Regions from separate parts of the Mus musculus genome. Here region 2 is linked to region 1. The links are chromatin contacts, called in public HiChIP or PLAC-seq maps. All regions are on one chromosome and are shown on one strand. The core of a region is the stretch at or near the end of the contact, and the rest is flanking DNA. Distances in the headings are between cores, read along the strand shown. Region 1 overlaps Cap2 (CAP, adenylate cyclase-associated protein, 2 (yeast)). Region 2 overlaps Kif13a (kinesin family member 13A).

The links. HiChIP or PLAC-seq counts read pairs in DNA pulled down with a chosen protein or histone mark.
Region 2: a contact with region 1 is called in an H3K27ac HiChIP or PLAC-seq map of embryonic stem cells, with 5 read pairs. The contact joins two enhancer-like sites. A contact is called at or near these places in 1 of 115 datasets of contacts at active chromatin or transcription factors (embryonic stem cells) and 2 of 9 other capture datasets (adipose tissue and liver).

The regions. Positions count from the first base shown.
Region 1 is chr13:46,643,061-46,649,785 of GRCm38.p6, reverse strand. Cap2 (CAP, adenylate cyclase-associated protein, 2 (yeast)) reads right to left here. Exons shown (of 13, transcript NM_026056.4): 12 at 3,120-3,260; 13 at 1-1,505. The coding sequence ends at 1,422. Among named protein-coding and RNA genes, the nearest start is that of Fam8a1, 23 kb to the left of the region's middle. Within about 2 kb of position 4,000, at least 9 of the 459 cell types and tissues checked have an H3K27ac peak or open chromatin away from gene starts, as enhancers often do. A contact at or near this core is called in embryonic stem cells, where this site is marked.
Region 2 is chr13:46,755,113-46,761,837 of GRCm38.p6, reverse strand. It overlaps Kif13a (kinesin family member 13A), which reads left to right. Exons shown (of 38, transcript NM_010617.2): 36 at 414-565. Among named protein-coding and RNA genes, the nearest start is that of Gm24620, 9.2 kb to the left of the region's middle. Within about 2 kb of position 2,952, at least 22 of the 459 cell types and tissues checked have an H3K27ac peak or open chromatin away from gene starts, as enhancers often do. A contact at or near this core is called in embryonic stem cells, where this site is marked.

The sequences.
Region 1 (6,725 bases), core at 2,751-5,250:
TCACACTCAAGTTGTCAGGCTCGGCATTAAGTACCTCCAATAGTGTCTCACTTTGTATCTCTGGCTGACCGCAAACAAATCAACAAGTAGCAAGCGAAAGATAAAACAGGGCAAAACAAATGCAAAACCAAAATGAGAATTCATCTCAGTATTTAAACAATTTGGTTTTACTTAGTATAACTTTACTGTTCAAAAAATTATACTTACTAAAGCCACCACATAGTTCATAAGGACAGAACTTTTATAGCAAAACTTTGATACACAAACATCAGTGATATGAAGACTGTATGGATATAGAAGCTATTAGAAAACTGAAAAAATGATAGCCAGCGGGGTCTTCGTAGGCACAATCTAGATGCTCCCACTGGTTCCAAAAGCTTAGCGCTATGCTTCGTTACACAGGACCCAAAAAGCTGCAGAGTTCTCGGCCACGTGCAGAGAAGAGACACGAAGAGTGTTGTTGCTTGCCTGGAAGTCTGTGTACTATCAAGACTAGAAAACCCAACCAGAGCCAAACAACTGATTCCAGAAGCAATAGTCAGGCTCTTGGGCATTTTTGTCTTTGAGGCTGGTTAGCACTGGTTAGCCTGGCCAGTGGAAAAGGGACTCATCTCTAATAAGCATTAGAGACCTGTATGGGGTTGTCTGATACTATGGGTGACTTCAAAACTGCAACGCAAAGGCCGAGCTATCCTTCAAACCAGACCATGAGGTATTACAAAGCAAAAACTGAGGACTGAGTCCCTACCACACCCCACCCCTCCCTGCCACCACCCTTTGTCTTAGGATATGCAGGCAAATTAGAACTTTTAAAGTGACTCACGAGAAAGATGGAGTTAGGATTTCTTTTGTTTTTCAGTAACTATAAAGGGTATATTGTGTTTCCTTAGATGTTTTCTCTTTGTGTATATGTGTGTGTAAAAGCATGGATTGAAGAATTCATTCATGCTGACAGGATGTCCACGCTGATAAAGGGGAGCACGTAAAAATTAAAAAATAGAGCCTTATTCTTTAGGGCACAAGACTATTTTAAAGTTGTCTAAAAGGTAAAAACATACATAGGTTCTCTAAGGCTTCATTTTTTTTTTTCAACTAGCAATTAAACTGAAAGGAAGAAATAGGCAGGGCTTTTCCTTATCAGTTACGGAGTTGGTGGTGTGATGGGAACAGAATTCTTTTCCCTTTAACTGCCGTGTTTACTAGTTATCACGTGGAAGTAAAATCACACACAAATCATGATCAAATGTTAAATATTTCAAAACGCCCATAAAAGCCTGCCAGAAAAGATACTGTTTTCCATGGCACAGAACTGCAGGATTCGGACACGGACACGGGCGTCGGGGCTATGGTAAAATCTAGCTCCTATTAGCTGCTTGCTTCTGTTCGCTAGAGGAGACTCAGGGAAGGCTATTTCTTGGATGTCAGGCCATGATCTCTGCAGGTTCGGTGACCAGCTTGGAGCCATCCCATATTGTCTTGAACTGCTCGGGAATGGGGAATTCTCTCTGGAAGAAGTTGAGAAAGACAGTTAATTACATGGTACACTCCTGCAGACACATTGAAGGATCATGTGTGTCATGCAATGGGCGAAAGAAATTGTATCAGATCCCAATCTGCATCATAGAGAGGGCAGAGTCACAGGTGGACAGACATGGTCTGTGACTTCACGATGGGATCATCCGATCATTGGTATTTATGAAGAACCAGGCTTGCTTTTTGAGACAGACCTCAAGTACCCAGGCTAGCTTTGAACTCATTTTGTACTTGACCGACACTGATCTCAAACCTCCGATCCTTCTGCCTCTACCTTCTGAGTTTTGGGATTATACACACAACCTGTCTGCTGACTGCAACCTGTAGAGAGCTGGTAAGCAACCTGCCAAGCTGATGTGGCCATTCTCTTGAAAGCGACTTGCTGAGTCTCATTTGCTGCCTCTTCCTGCCCTGCTCGGCCCAGTTAGACTTAGAATTCTCCATGTGTTAGTTTCCATGTAATAACGATGAGCAGATCTCCTGTACTTCAGAATCTCAAAAAGGAGATTTCTCAATCTTACTCAACACTGACACGCATGGACATCTAATGTGGTTCCTCCAGAAACTGCTCCACTTGGGGGAGGATGTAAAGGAAGCGCCAGATGAATTCCTCGGGCTAGGATTTCTAAATGGAGGATTCAATGGGCTGATGGTATGAGGACTTACTTGGGAGCCTGCTAAGAATCAAGATTCTGGGGCTGGGGAGCTAGATGGATGGCTCAGTAGACAAGGTGCTTGTCTGTCCAAGCAGGAGGGCCTGAGTTTGAATCCCCCAAACCCATACATAAACCATGCCTGCAATTTCAGCCCTTCTATGATAAAATGGAGGGATGAGAGAATAACCCCTAGAAGCTTAGGCAGTGGTGAACAAGAAACCTTGTCTCAAATAAGGTGGAGGATGGCTAGGACTGACACCAGAGGTTTTCCTCAGAACTCCATGTGTGTCACGGCATGAATGTACTCCCCCATAGCATATACAAAGAACCTGGATTCTGGGCCCCATTGTGAGGCTCCTCAATCCAACCCTAGGTTATTATTATTATTTTTTTAGAGTTTTGAGCTCTTTCTATTGAGCTTCTTAGTAGACCCTTATGTTAAAAGGAGCATTATAGGGCTGGCGAGATGGCTCAGCGGTTAAGAACACTGACTGTTCTTCTGAAGGTCCTGAGTTCAAATCCCAGCAACCACATGGTGGCTCACAACCATCTGTAATGAGATCTGATGCCCTCTTCTGGTGTGTCTGAAGTCAGCTACAGTGTACTTAGATATAATAAATAAATTTCTAGGCTGAAGTGGGTGGGACGGACCGGAACGAGAAACCTTTATTCCCACATGATGGCTCACAACCATCAGTACAGCTACAGTGCATTCATATACATAAAAATAAATAAATAAATAAATAAATAAATAAATAATTTTTTTTTTAAAAAAAGAGGAGCATTCTATTTTGGCTCCCTCCCTTGCCTGCCTGTTACGTTGTCTTCAAATGAAGCTCCCGAGATGGCAGCTGATGGGCACCTCTCTAAGAATGCTAACATGAATACACCACAAAGCCTTTTCTGGGCAGGCTTTTGGGAGGTACTCACATAATCGTCATCCTGAGGGACCAGGACATTCATCTCGGACGACTTCGCGCTCACGATCTCACAGTCTAGTGCATCTTCACTGAGGTACAGGTGGCATCCTTCTGTCTTATTAATGGAGATTGTTGGTACTCTCCCCATTACCTAAGGGGAAAAAATGGGACTGAAGCAAAGAACTAAAAATGGCCATGTTCCCAAGCAGGTACTTCTGGAGTTACTCCTGAGTTTAGCTTTGGACTTATGGGGTAGCATGCTCTCTGTGTCTGTCTGTCTTCCTTTCTCTCCCCCACTCCCCTCTCTGTGTGTATCTCTGTGTCTACGTGCAGGGCAAGTGTCATCTGAGGACACAGTGAAAGGACTATACAAGGGGGGTGGGGAATCCTAAGTAGGCAGGATTTCCCTTTCTTGAGATGAAATTAAGGGATTAATTTGGAGGCAGCAGCTAAAATGTTCAGAAAAGCCCTGCAACCCGTTAGTGAATCTGAAGCGCCTCTCTGATTTCACGATAAGAGAAACAGGATTCATTTGCTTAAAATTTAAGTTTTGACAGTTATCTCTGAGACTGGGGCTAGAACAAATATCCATACAGACACTGAACAATAAGATTAATTTCGAAGAGAAGCCAAGTAGATTGTTCCCAAACTTCAGAGCGAACAAGAAACTCTCCAATTCTTCTCATGGAAGCCATTTGCCGGGTAAGAGGCAGAAGGTGAAGTTCAGATGAGATGGGTGTCTGGGTGTTTCAGAACGTACTCATTTCAGGAGCTCAGACTCAGGATGCTGACCCAGATAATCGGAACCCTTGAGCAAGAGGAGGCAGCGCTTTGTACTGCTTACAAGTATCTAAGTCCCGTAAAAACTCAGATCAGTTTTAAGTTTCTCTTCTAACAATCAGTTTTCAACCCTTCCCACAATGTCCACAGGGATCTAGCATTCTCCCAAAGACTTCATAACTACTCTAGAAGTTTCCTTCTTGTAATGGTAATTAAAGCAATAAAGACATCTCTCCTTTCAACCTGAAGAAAAGGCTTAGTTTGCAAACCAAAGGAACACTTTCTGTCTGGGGTGCAGGTGCCCAAAAGAATTCCTTGTGGGGCGTCTAGCCGGTCACTGGGCTTCTCCCCGCTTTGCTCCATAGAAACTGGAGACTGAGTTGGAATTGAAGCCCAGAGCAAGAGAAAGGTCCAGCTGAGTCGTTCAAGGTCAGGCAGGTACAGGCAGGGCTCTGCCTGAGTTAAATAGTATATATACAGAAGAGAGAGAGAGAGAGAGAGAGAGAGAGAGAGAATGTGTGTCTGTGTCTCTGTGTGTACATGCATGTATGTGCTTGTTTTAAAAATGTGCTTAGACATGTTTTCATGACTTCTAAATTTCTTTATGTTGTAATGATGAAAAGAGTTTACATGCCGGCCTGAAGCCCACAGATACCACCAGCCTAGCTAAGGAAAGCGAGATGCTGCCAGCGACTCCTAGAGGCTTGGTTTATGGATATTATTTCTCAGTAATAATTTGAAAAATTTCCACTGATGATGGTTGTCTGTCTTCCCCAATCTTTATGTATACACGAACCACCCATTTTTGAGAGTACAGTTGGATGCCATTTCACAAACGTACAGAGATGTGCAATCAGGACCACAAGCTGCTTCTAGAATAGTTCCACTATTCTAAAAATATCACTAATGGCCACTTACAGTCGGTCCCCATCTCAGCCCCAGGCAGGTAAGTGATTTCTGCTTCAGTTGTGCCCTGGCCCCTTTCAGACAATTTACTAGGCACTTTAACTAGGTAATGGCACTCTCTTGGTTTGAGCACTCAGAAATTCACTAAGTGTTCCATCAAACGTTTCTCTTGTCTCCGAATTGGTCCTTGTAGCTCCTTCCACAGGCAACCAGTAGTTCACCCTTCCTGAGGTAACTGTTCACAGTGCACAGTTCACATCCTTAAAAATGTAACAAGATACTTCAGGCATGGAAACATACAAAGAATAATAGATACATACACTTTCTACAACAACTTTATTAGTGTGGCATTCCAGCTAATTCCCTTTTGGTTTGTTTGAAAGTTCCCTTCCTTCCTTCCTTCCTTCCTTCCTTCCTTCCTTCCTTCCTTCCTTCCTTCCTTCCTCCCTCCCTCCCTCCCTCCCTCCCTCCCTCCCTCCCTCCCTTCCCTTCTAATAGGGTCTCAGGTAACCTAGGTTGGCCTTGAACTCACTTTGGGACCAAAGATGGCTTTGAACTGCTGATCCTTCTCCTGTCTCTACCGCCCCAGGGCTTTGGTCACAGGTGTACACGGTTACACCCAGCTTTACTGTGCTTGTTTGTTTTTGAGACTTGGTTTCACTTTGCAGCCCTGACTAGCCTGGAACTTGCTGTACAGAGCAAGCTGGCCTCTAAGCGCACAGAGTCCTCCTGAGTGCTGCGATTATAGGTGTGTAGCACACACTCAACCGCTGTTTCCCCAACTCCTGAGAACTAAGATCTCACTGTCACGGAAGTCCCCTGGGTACTTCCACCCCACTGTCCCTCACTTCCCCCTTCTTCCCTCCTCCTTGTAAGTAACGACTCTCCTGGCTTTTGTTGTTTGTCCTTGTTTTTAAGACTTGTTTGGAGAGGCTGGAGAGATGGCTCAGCAGTTAAGAGCACTGACTGCTCTTCCTGAGTTCAAATCCCAGCAACCACATGGTGGCTCACAACCATCTGTAATGAGATCTGATCCCCTCTTCTGGAGTGTCTGAAGACAGTTACAGTGTATTTATATATAATAAACAAATCTTAAAAACAATTTTGTTTGTTTGTTGCTTATGATCTATCTATTAGGTGAAGTGCCCAAGAGAACGCCTTGGCATGTCATAAGTGGACTTCACATATGAATTGGTTTGCACACTCTATATTTTTTAATAAATGGATCTATTACATAGCATGATCCTATAACTTAGCCTTTCAGCTCAATGCCCTTTAAACAAAATTTACCTGTTTTTAAAAATCCACCTCTTTTAAAAAAATGCTGGTAACAATAGCTTGTTCTTTTTAACTGTTGAATAGTGTTGTAGTTGGTGGACACTTATAGTCCAGTTGGTGGACACTTACATATTTTTTTCTCTCTCTTGCTACTACCATGCCACCACGATACATGCGTTCTATGTTTCCCTATCTGTGACCAGAGCTTTACCATACGCACAGAAGCGCATACTGGCTCAGACTGTGGATGTGGCATATATACTTGGTGCCTATTGTCCTGAAGTGAGTGTACCAAGTTCACGCTGTCACTCGGGCGTAGCAGGGAGCCCAGTGTGGTACTTCCATGACCGCTTGCACACCTGACATTAGCACGCACTCAGCCCTGCCCTTATAGATCCTTTACAGGTCAGATTCGGTGGATGCGGCTCTGCACAGATCAAGGACATTCTGAATGCAAAAGAGATGAGCCTGGACAAGAATCTGAGACTGTGGTATTCATTTACACCCCTCCTTCTGTCACGCTATCATATCTTCCTATGTGTGTGCCAGCCAGTTCACTCTTTTATGTCTCTGAAGTGTTAATATTCTCTCTGGCTTTTCTATTAGAGCATGGGTCTCAGTTTTCAGTCTGTGTTAGCTAGTGTCTTTACAT
Region 2 (6,725 bases), core at 1,703-4,202, 110 kb before region 1:
GGACTCACGACTTCAAAGGTTTTGATCAAGGGTCGGCTTGCTTCATGCTTTGGAGCAGAGGCAGAGCAGAACACCAGAGTGGTAAGGGGCTATAATGGTGAATGCTTCACACCTCAAGAAAGAAGGGAGAGGGCTGGAGAGATGGCTCAGCCATTAAATATAAGAAAGAAGGGAGAGAGGAGAATCCTCGGACAAAAGCTCACCATTCAGAGGCATACGCCTAGTGACCCTGTTCCCTGCAGCTCAGCCCAGTCAGCCATCTGTCTGCATTGATGAAGCTAGCCCCCTCCTGATACCATCAGTATAAAAGTGGAATTGAGCTGGGGACCAAGCCTGTGTAATGGCCTGGCTCCCTGTGCGCCTGCGACCATGCTCGGCTATCTGAAAACTCATGCCCTCTTTGTATTCCTCAGGTTGTCCATCAGAGAATCCTCATGCCTTAACAGTCAGCCCTTTTAAAGCGTTCTCTCCTCAGCCACCAAAGTTCTTCAAACCCCTCATGCCTGTAAAAGAGGAGCATAAGAAAAGGTTGGCCCTGGAAGCCAGACCTCTCCTAAGCCAAGAGGTAAATGTTCGACTTCTCTCTACTGTGTAGCACTGCTTGGAATGGTGCAGTCTTCAGAGAGCAGTGGTTGGCAGTCGAGTGTTGGATGCTGCATGGAATTGTGCATGCATTAAGCCCCTTCTCAGAAGCCTTTCTCTCAAGCATGCAGGGCTGTGACAGGAGGTTTTAATTATTGTTGCCACGGTTGGCTTCTCTGTAGCAATGACGTTTTGGTCTTTTGTATCCTTCCAGAGAGAAGGAGGTGCCCGAAAGGCATTTTGAAACTGTAACAGGCCTTTATGTGTCCCCTTGTTGATAAAACTAATGTCTTGCCTTGCCACAGAGTATGTGCACGCCTTTAAGACTTTACCTGTAGTTTAACTCTGACCCGTAACATTGGCTGCTGTGTCCTTCACATGTAATAAAAGTGTTGTTGTTGCTCTTTCTAACATGCATGTACTTGGTAGACATGTTGGCTGTGACCGTCTCCTGTGTGTGATGCATCTGTGTGTCTTAACCTTTGCAGAGCATGCCTCCATCCCAGGCACATAACCCTGGCTGCATTGTAACCCCAGGAAGCAATGGCAGCAGCATGCCAGTAGAACACAGTAGCAAACCCGAGAAGAAGATTGTAAGTTCTGCAATGTTTCTATCATATCACCTGGTGGTGGGTCTGAAGCCCTTTCCCAATCCGCCATCCAAATGCTTTCAAAGAAATTAAGACAGGTGCTGAGTCCTGACTTTACAAATGAAGTGTTGCTCTTGGTAATGCCGTTTTTGCATGAGTGCAACCTTGAACTGTGATTTTTTCCCCCTCTCTCTCTCTAAGTGTGCTATTTTATTTAACTCCTTTCCACATCATCTTAAGTTTCGTAGCTAGTGGGGGGAAGCACCTTTGATGGCTCTGGTCATTATAAAGAAAAGTGTAACAGCAAGATCAGTTTAAATAATACCAAAATCTCTCTAATGTGTCTACGCACATTGCCCAGATTCTGAAGTTAATCTACCTAGAGGAATTGCATTTACTTGGCGTAAGTAATCCCGCACTTAGTTGTGGGTGTGTTTGAAAGCTTTCTTGTGTGGCTGCTACCAAGATACCTGTGTAGTTTGTAGCTGCTCTGCCCAGTCATCCTTCCTCAGCTCGATCCCCCCAGCACCAGCAGCTTCTGTTTACCTACCTGACAAAACATTCCAACCTGGTTCTTCTTGGCCTGGCTTTTAGATTGGTGAATCTGTGTTACTCAGCACAAGTAAGGTAGACCTCTGCCTGCAAAACCTTGGTCTCCAGCATGGTTCCAAAGCTGCACGTTCTAAGTGCTGGGAGGGGCGGCTCACACCTGAGATCACACGTTCAAGGCCGGCCTGGTCTGTAGAGTGAGCAGTCTCCAAATAAATGAATAAAGTGAAACAAAACCTATGAAATGCCAGTTTTTCAAACACCATGGTTCCTGGTTACTTTTCGTTATAAGATACACCTCAATTTAAAACCAATTTTTTTTTCTAAACCTGTAGGTGTGGAAGTCTGGGAAGAATCATGTGATGTGATTTCATGGTTTTCACTCTCCTGTGCCTTCCTAGGCTTGAGCAGGGGGTGGGGGGAAACCCAGCCTGGGCAAGAGGAAGCTGTTTGATGTTTGCTGCTGCCTATGACCCGCTGTCTTAAGCAGTGTGGGGAGTCTTATTCCCAGGGTCAGGCCCACTCATGGTGCATCAGTGTGAGACCGTTAGTTGCGCCATGCGCTGTGCAGACACTAACTGCATCTTCAGCTGATGCTGCAGCAGGCCACTCATCTGCATTCAGCTGATGCTGCAGGGGGCCGCTCATCTGCATTCAGAGAGGCAGTTAGATCATGAAGCAGTGACTACTGATCCTAACCGAGGGGAGGAAGAGCAGCCATTCCCTTCCTTAGCCACTCGTGTTCCTAAGTTCTGTTTGCCTGCTCTATCTAGCTCCTCATGGGGAAGAGGGTAGCATGCCAGAGACTGTTCCTTCACCTGCGTGGATGTTAAAGAGCCATCCCCACTTAACCTCACCATCCCCTCTCTGAGTGTAGAAAATCACTGGGTGCACTAAAAGGGCCAGTGGCTGTGCCTTTACCCTTCAGCTTGTCAGGATGTGTGTCTGATAGAGCCATTTATTTTGCTCCAATACCCTCCAGAGGCTGCCAGGAGCACCTTCTAGTGCTATCCAGCACGCAGATGTGCAGTTCACACAGCTTGCCCCACAGTTACTCTCCTGCCTTTCCTTTAAAGAGCTTAAAACGAAGCCCATCTCAGCAGGCAGAGTAGAGGACCGCACCAGATTCTTTTGACCCAAGACATCTTGAGCAGTACTTGGGCACTGTGTGACCAAATGCATCATGTACGGCTGCTGAGCAGGGTTGACTGGTATCTTTTTGTTCCGGGAACAAGACTAGAGAAGGCTGCCTCTGCTGGCCTTAGAGGCATAACTGCTGCGCATGCCTACTACGCATGCGCACTGCGCTTGGGGCGGTTGCACTATGTTCTCTTTGGCGGGTCTTCCGGAATGTTTTGGTAGTCTACGTGGCTCGCTTGTTTGAGCTGGGGGCTTTTATTTTCTTGGGAAAGCTTTTATTTTATTTCCCCTCTCATAAATTGACATAAGCTATTCCCTTCCTTTTTGTCATCGTTGTTGTTGTTTTATTTTGTTTCTTTGTTTTCTGAGACGGGGTCTCAGTATGGAGCCCAGGATGGTCTTTAACTTGCAACCCTCCTGCCTCAGCCACTTGAGTACAGGATGGCAGGTTTATGCCACCAAACTTGGCTATGACTGACTCTTGTAGCTTGTGTCTGATCACTTAAAAAGATATACAGGCATATGCCTTATCCTGTATAAATAAGATTTAAAAGGGGGGGGGGGGAGAACAAAAAACAAACAAACAAAAAAACCCAGCATTTTTCCCCCCAGGCTTTTATTTTTATCTCATATCGCGGTACAGGGTATTAGACCCAGGGCTTCTGCCAGGCGAGCTCTCTGTCCCTGAGCCATATCCTTTGCGCTTTATTTTTTTAATTGTTTTGAAACAAATTCTTGCTAAATTTCCCAGGCTGTCTCACTGTGTAGCCAAGGCAGTCCCCAGACTTAAAATTCTCTTGCCACAACCTCCCAAGTAGTTGGGATATCACACGGGCACCACTAGGAGCAGCTTTGAGCTCGTCTTTTCTGAAGTCATGAGGCCTAGGGAATAGGAATAAGAAAGTTGACCCTTTCCCCTGTATCCACAGTCCCCATCTCTGGTCCTGCAGGCAACGTGGCTTTCTCCTCTCATTTCACTGAAGAAACAAAGGTCTGGGATGATTGAGCAATTTGCCCCAAGTCCTGGTTACTGGAAGCATAAGACAGAGAGATTCACATCCTGAGTGCAGGTCTGCGCTCTGCCTCAGAGCCCCCCGGGGGTGAGGGGGATGCATAGCTGTGCTGGTAGCCATTTCTGGTAACCCTCCACAAGCCGACTATAGTGACCGCAGAAATTACATTCCCTGTGGAACGCTCCCTACCAAGGGTCCCTCTCTTTAAAAAAATCAAAGTACTTTGTCTATGGATAAATATCACCTTCATACGTTAAATGGGGCAAAAAATAAACGCGCAAAGATGAGAGCTTCAGAGAAGCCGAGCGTTTGACCCGGTGTTCCGCCTTTGGGTCAGGCTCTAAGGGTTGTAACCTTTCTTTTGCTCGTAAGCCATCTGTAGTAAGTAAGGGACTCAGTTCAGTGCCCTTTAAGATCTGGTGTTAAATGAGCACACTGTGCTATATGCTATCTAACTAAAGTCCCCACTGTGCACTGTGAGCCAGAAACCTTTTTTTTTTTTCCCTCCTTGAAAACATTTCTCAAGCAAACTTTTAGTCTCCTTTTAAATGTTAGAAGACATTGAATACTTACTGAGGATTTTGGTTTTATTTCCTGGCATAAGTTGTCCTTATCCCGTTAGCCTGATTCCTATTTATTTATTTACTTATTTATCTCCTAGAGTTCATGGGTGCTTCATGTTTCCCAACTCATTCTCAGCCTTTAGGAATAATTTTTACTTCCCAAGTTTGCCACATTTCTACCCATTTCTACACATTAAACTAATGGTCGCTTATGTCATCGGCAAACAATACTTTAGAAAGATGCAAGTTCCCCAGACCCTTAATCCTCATTTGCAAAATTGCTTTTTCTTGTACAACAAATTTTTTTGGTGACCAATTATATTGGGTACTCTTGGGCTTGGAAAATTACATTTTTTTAAGCTTAAATTAAAAAAAAAAGGAGTAGTAAAACTTGAAATTCAACTTTCAGTCTAAGTATAATGAATACAAAAAAATCTAAAAAATACAGGAAAGGGTGGGTGTTTGAGATAATCTGTCCAGCCTCTGTTTTTTGTTTTGTTTTGTTTTGTTTTCTTGTTTTTGTTTTTTATCAGCATCACAGCCCAGAGGAAGAACACGCCATCCCATATACATGGCTTTTTTTTTTTTGGTTTTGCTTGCTTTATGTCTTCATAATGCTAGTGAACAAACTAGGTGCCTTGTGTATGCCAACTAGTCCTTTACCAAGAGAGAGACACTCCTCCCAGCCTGTACTGGTCACTTTTCTGTTGCTATGATAGAGAACCAGGACCCAGGGAACTTATAAAAGAAATCCTTGACTTGGGTTTACAATTTTAGAGAGTTAGGATCCATACTGGCAAGACAAGACAGATGGGCAGGAAGAGCTGAGAGCTCACATCCCAGACCCCAGGCAGGAGGCAGAGAGAACTTGCTTCAGGTATCATGAGTCTTTTGAAACCTCAGAGTTGGCCCCTGGTGACACACTACCTCCTCCACAAAGCCACACCCCCAGCCCTTCCCACACAGTCTCACCAACTGAGGATCAGGCATTCAGTTGGATGAACCTATGGGGACTGTTGACATTCAAACTACAACACGGCTGTTTTCAAACTACAAAGTCATTCAAACTACAACCACCAGTTTTTAAAATACAAATGCATGATATTGATTTAGTTGTGTGTGCAAGCCTGTGTGTGGTGTGTACATGCCACAGCACACGTGTGTGTGTGTGTGTGTGTGTGTGTGTGTGTGTGTGTGTGTGTGTGTGTGTAGATGAGAGGACAGCTTGCAGGGATTAGTTCTCTCTTCACCTTGTGCACCCCAGGGATTGAATTTAGGTCCTCAGGCTTGGCAGCAAGCACCTTTACCTACTGAGCCATGTCATTGGCCCTACTTTGAAAGAAAGAAATACAGATAGGAAGGAAGAAAGGAAGGAAGGAAGCAAGCAAGCTACCTAATTTTAAAAGCATCTAACAATTGGGATACAAGGGTAATAGCTGAGTCTGATGGCACACACCTTTAATCTCTTCCTTGGGGAAGTAGAGTCAGGCTGATCTCCATGAGTTCCAGACCAACCTGGTCTATGTAGCAATTTCAGGCCAGCCAGGGCTAGACAGTCAAACTTGTCTCAAAAGAAAACAAACAAAGAAGATACAAGGACAAAACGAGTATGCCCTTGTCAAAAATTTTGTTTTGTTAATTTCAAAAACTTTTATCATGTGATATTTGATACTTATCTTTAAGACTGGTAATTTTTTTCAAGTAATTTATACTCACTTTTTTTGTTTGTATTTTGTTTGTTTTTGTTTTTTGAGACAGGGTTTCTCTGTATAGCCCTGGCTGTCCTGGAACTCACTCTGTAGACCAGGCTGGCCTCGAACTCAGAAACCCGCCTGCCTCTGCCTCCGGAGTGCTGGGATTAAAGGCGTGCGCCACCACGCCCGGCTTCTGCTCACTTTTCCTTTCTTTGGAAGGGTCCTAAAATTAAACTGAGGGCCTTGCGTGCCCTGAACATGTGTCACTGAGTGCACCTCCTACTAAATGCTTTAAGCCTTTAAAATTGATTTGCAAGTTGAAGCAGCAATAGAGAGTATTAATTTTTTTTTTTTGAACTGGAGTTTCACGTAGCCCAGGCTGTTCTCGAACTCACTATGCAGCCCAGGCTGATTTCAGCCTCACTGTCTAGCTGCGGATGCCCTTTGACTTCTGATCTTCTAATCTCCAGACCTCTGAGTGCTTCGTAGTTATGTGCCACCAAGCCTGATTTATGCAATGCTAGAGATCTATGCTAGGCCCTCACTCTATCAACTGAGCTATCTCCCCAGCCCTATTCAACTATTTCTGAGGTA